Linked DNA regions of Hordeum vulgare: region 2 is linked to region 1. A link is a contact called in public Hi-C data. All regions are on one chromosome and are shown on one strand. The core of a region is the stretch at or near the end of the contact, and the rest is flanking DNA. Distances in the headings are between cores, read along the strand shown.

Evidence for each region. A called contact is a pair of places that touch in the nucleus more often than the background predicts.
Region 2: a Hi-C map of leaf shows a contact between it and region 1, with 2.1 times the contacts expected there. The contact joins the enhancer-like site here to the promoter of LOC123404624 in region 1. A contact is called at or near these places in 2 of 6 Hi-C or Micro-C datasets (both in leaf).

What each region holds. Positions count from the first base shown.
Region 1 is chr6H:347,477,909-347,480,608 of MorexV3_pseudomolecules_assembly, reverse strand. LOC123404624 ((+)-neomenthol dehydrogenase-like) reads left to right here and starts at 1,312. Exons shown (of 4, transcript XM_045098565.1): 1 at 1,312-1,480; 2 at 1,593-1,857. The coding sequence starts at 1,443.
Region 2 is chr6H:347,621,609-347,624,343 of MorexV3_pseudomolecules_assembly, reverse strand. No RefSeq gene overlaps it. Among protein-coding and RNA genes, the nearest start is that of LOC123405479, 140 kb to the left of the region's middle. Within about 2 kb of position 1,448, at least 3 of the 3 cell types and tissues checked have open chromatin away from gene starts, as enhancers often do. A contact at or near this core is called in leaf, where this site is marked.

The DNA.
Region 1 (2,700 bases), core at 63-2,562:
GATAGGTGGCCATTTGCATTGCCAACAGGGTTGTCGGCCTAGCCAAGGCCGGCAAGGACTAATTGGCCTAGCCAAGACCGATAGGGACTAATTAGTCTTGGCTAGGCTGACAGGATCACATTTTAAAAAAAATTCAAAATAACGTAATATTTTTTAAAATCGATAAAAAAGCAATATTAAAAAAAATAGCGCCTTATCGCTGCGGTTGTGAAGGCAAAGGCCCAGGTCCTGCAGGGTCGCTGATACGTGGGACTAGGGCGGACATGAGAGGGCACGAGTGGACGACAATAGACAATGGGAGCGTCCGCTTTTGTTCATGCGGATCCATTTCTGGCCATAATTGAGTCAAGCTTGAATGGGAATGGACCATAAAATGGATATAAGAGGGACACTTGATCCATTTAGGTTGCCAGGTTCAGTCAAGTATTTTGTATGAATGATCTAAATGGACAAAATAGGTGGTTGGTGCATTGGAGTTACTTTTACAGATGCCTTGTAAGCTTGAAACTTGTGCGATAGACGCTGTCAAAAGGGATATAGAGGGATTGATGAAATCATTGGATATTATATTGAGCCTCATGGGCAAGTATATATAGCAGTACTGACTTGAAAGGCAAGAAACCTTTTCTAAAGATATGGTAAAAGATGAATTATATATTCTAGACTACGGAATATATGTAATTCCAATATATCTATAAGGTCGTGTTTGGGATGTCGTTTCGGTTAGCAATACGAGTGTAAATAGTACACATCTCGCTGTGTCGTTTTGCTTTCAAGTGAAAATTGATACTGGCTCTATAAATTAAATACATGTGTATCTAAATACAGTCAATCCAAGCGCGCCCAAAGAGACCCGTACAATTACAGCTGTAAAGATTACACTACAGTCACTCATGCAATCAAAACAGAGCCGCCTGGTTAGAGTCACTCGTGCAATCAAAGCAGAGCGAGCGCCCGAGCCATTGCGCTAATGAGCTGGCCCGACTTGCCATGTCAGCGAATTCCAGCTAAACGTCCTCAAGGTTCAAAACGGAGGGGATCGAGTTTGGTGTGCTAATTTACAGAATTACAAATTGATAGTATGATTTAATTTTCATCTACAAGTTTAAGATTTGTATTGGACCTTTTCCACGCTACTAGCAGTACGCAGTACGCCCCTGCAGGCTGCAGCGCATACTCAACTCGGTTGACCGGCTCGCCTCGAAGCGGAAGCACAGCTTGAAGGATTCCCATCACACGCACCCACTTGCGCGCGCTCCCTGCCCTGCCTGTCACTGCAGGATAGGCCGTCCTTATATATATATATACACCCCGCTCTCGTTGTCTTCCTCCACTCCACATCCCACTCCAAAGCTTTGCTTGGCTCTCCCGTACCTGACCTCTCTTTCCATCCAGGCAATCCTGTCTAGTGTCCAGTGCTCCTCCTTCCCTCTCTATCGTCCATGGACTGCTCGAGTTCCAAAGAGACGCCACCGCACAAGTAACTCCCTGACCGACTTAATTTACCTCCACTCAACACCGCATTCGCTTTGTGTGTATATTGTGGTTGACTTCGTCTTGCGTTATGGTTAATTTTGCGGGTTGTCCATCAGGGCGTGGTGGACGGGCGAGACGGTGGCGGTGGTGACGGGGGCCAACCGTGGCATCGGCCACGCGCTGGCCGCGCGCCTGGCGGAGCAGGGGCTGTCCGTGGTGCTCACGGCGCGGGACGAGGCGCGCGGGGAGGCCGCCGCCGCTGAGCTCCGCGCCAGGGGTCTTCAGTCAGTGCGATTCTGCCGCCTCGACGTTGCTGATCCCGCCTCCGTCGCCGCATTTGCCTCCTGGATCCGCGACCACTTCGGCGGCCTCGACATTCTTGTGAGTGCGCGCGACCGTGTATTTCGTCTATTTCGCGCCTTCTCCGCTAAATTACCGTGATATATACATATATACATACTCCCTCCGTTTCTATAAGTATCTTTTACTCGCTCCATTCTTAAATATTTGTTTTTTAGATATTTCATTAGAAACAACATATGGATATATATCGACATAATTAAAAATGTGGATTTATACATTTTTCTTTATATCTCTAAAAAGATAAATATACCAAAACCGAGAAAGTAGATGTTTCACTAAAAGACTATATATAACTTATTTTGTTCCATATGTATGTCATAGTAGAAACTATAAAAAAATTATATTTAAAACGGAGGGAGTAGACTAAAACTGCTAATCCGTCGGCTGCCATCACCCGGCCCTACCCCGGGCAAAAAGAGTGGTGTGCTAAGTTAGCTGTTTGCAGCAGTCAATCGATTAATCAGCTATATTAACCACCCAATTTTATACGTAATTAGGTTTAGGGGTTGGCTTACCTACTAGTCTACCATGCATTATGCTACTCTATCTTTTTTTTTTTCAAATAATAAGTGTTACACGTGTGACATGAAATACTCCGACTCTAACATTTTTTACAATTAATATCACATCCGAAATCTGAAAAGAAAGTTGCCATGGTTAACAACCAGTTGTCATGTCGCTAAATTTGCTATAAAAATGTTCGAAGTTGCCATGTGCTCGTATCACACATATGACATTTATCAGGGTTTTATTTTTTTTAAGGCTAGTATCATATTACTCCGTTCCACTAAACGAAACTTACAACTTGCACCCCACTAACACTAATATCTCTCCTTTTGCAAAGCATGATTAGCTACTTTC
Region 2 (2,735 bases), core at 199-2,698, 140 kb before region 1:
TTTCGAACTTACGGACATTTTTTAAAAAGGTAAACATTTTTTCGAAAATGAAGAACATTTTTAAAAAGTCCAGTACATTTTCAAATCATGAAGATTTTTACCATTGGTGAAAAAAATTTGAACAAGTTTTCAATTTGTGTACAAATTTTCAAAAAGAGAAACATTTTTCGTAAAACAGGATCATTATTTATATAAATGAGAAATCTAGATCAATTTTCCAATAATTTGACCAATTTATGAAATAAAGAATGTTTTCTAAATTTTTTAAACAATTTTTTAAATGAGAACATTTTTTCAACCTATGTACACTTTTTGAAACACAATCATTTTATGAACTTACGTAATTATTTTGAAAAGACAAACATTTTCTGGAAAACGAAGAACACTGTTTTAAATTACTGTACATTTTCAAATCATGAACGTTTTTAGAACTTAATTAATCAAATTAGAACAACTTTTCAATTTGTGAACAAATCAAATAAAAAAGATTTTTCGTAAAATAGGAAAATTTTGATAAAAATTTCAAATCAAGATCATTTTTCGAAAACTCTGACCAAAGAATTTATGAACAATTTTTGAAGTGGGAACATTTTTTCAACTTACGTACACTTTTTGAAACACGAACATGTTTTGAACTTCCGTACATTTTTTGAAAAGGCAATTTTTTTAGAAAATGAAGATCATTTTAAAAACTCCTAAACATTTTGAAATCATAAGTATTTTTAGAATTGGTGAACAAAATTTGAACATGTTTTGAATTTGTTTTCAAAAAAGAAACATTTTTGGTAAAACGGGAACATTTTATATAAAAATGTTCAAACCAGAACATTTTTTAACAATTGTGACCAATTTATGAAAAAAGAAACATTTTTTAAAATCTTGTTGTTTTTTGAATAAGAGAATAATTTTTGAAACACGAAATATTTTTAAAAAAATGAACACATATTGAAAGCAGGTTTTTTCAATTCCTTATTATTTGTTGAATCACAAATAATTAAATATATTGTGAACAAATTTTAGAACTGGAGAACAATTTTCGAAATTCATTTTTTTTATAAAACGTCAAACAAAAATAAAGGAAAGGAAAAGGGGAAAAAAGACAAGGAAAATGTGAAAACGAAAACAGTAACATTTTTTTGAAAAAGGAAATTTTATTCAAAATCCCGAATATTTTTTGTAAATATCGAACATATTCTTAAAATTTCGAACATTTTTTGAAGTTTTTATTATTTTGAAAAAACAGTAATTATTTGAAGCAAAACAGAAAAACGAAAGAAAAACGGAAACCCAAAAAAAATGAAAAACAAACTGAAAAAAACAGTTAGGGAACCTTTTCCCAATAGCGGTGGCAACGGAACTGGGCCGGGCCAAGTCTTCTGGACGGGGTCTGTGGAGCCCCAAATATTTGAGCAAATTGCGTTCAATAGGGTTTTCCTTGCCGCCAGGCTGGTCTGCCTTGGGCGGCAGCTATCTCGCCCGGCTTGGCTGGCTGCGCCGGCCTGGCCTGGCCTGGCCTGGCCTGCGGGGCTGAGCCTTTTCTAATTTGTTTTTTTTACAAAATTCGCCTTTCTCTTTTTTTCCACCAAAATAAAGTAGTCCTAAAATCCCAGGAAACTTCACATAAATCCTTCCTAATAAAATGTACTTAGGTTAACATTTTTCCTAACCTAAAAGCTAAATATAAAAATAAATATTATTTGTACTTTTATAAAATTTGCGTCAAAATAATTTGCAAATAAAAGACATTAAATATATTTTGGTTTCAAATTAAATTTCCAGTATTTTTATTCTATTTTTAAGAAGTCATTTTATATTCTCTCTTTATTTCCTTTTGAAAATAATGGAAGTGAATTTTTGGTGAAACCAAATTGGATCCAAATTCCAAATTATGAAATTTAAAAAATGGACTTGAGGGAAACTTCCAACTCTTTCTTTTGGTCCTTGATTTGCTCTAAGTCCCTTGGATCAAAATTCAAATAAAACATATGAAGGCAAAATGCATAAATCATGGATGTATATGAATGATCTATTTATAAACATCGAAATTGAAAATTGGGATGTTACACACGGGTCCTTGGCCTTTGGGGAAAGCGCCACAGTACTTAGGATCGTGAGACTTGAGCTAGGACGAGCGCGACATGGGCCGCTTGGAAATGACACGGAGAGTCCGAGTCGGCCGTCTTCTCTTAGGTGCCTTCGCGTGAGAGCGCTTTCGACCCATGGCTCTTGCCAGCGGGACTGCCGGGAGCCTGTCTGTAGCTGGGGCAAAGAGTGGGTTTTGGCGTTTCGCACACTACTTGGCCTTTTTGAAGAAGGCAAGGCTCGGACTGGCCGGCTAGCCCCCAGGTCTGGCGAGCCGGACCCGGAGACCAAAAACGGAAGAAAAAAGGCGCTCGAGAGAGCGACTACGAAAGGGTAGCCCTAGAGTCTAGCTCGGGGTACTTGTTGCATTCATTAAACCCAAAAGGTACGGGGATACATACATACATTGGTTCAGCTGTAAAACGGGCAGAGGAGCGCCGCGTTCCATGTGCACTCTGTCTCTTCGCCGAAGGCATCTCTCTTGCGCTTTTGCGGTTTCTCGGCATCTATGAGGTAGTACACGTTGTTGTGCCGTGATGTGCTGACGATGAAGGGCCCTTCCCATGGGGAAGCCACCTTGTCGTGGCAGGCTATCCGCTGGACCTACCGAAGCATCAGGTCGCCCTTGCGGAAAAGCGAAGGGTTGAATCCTC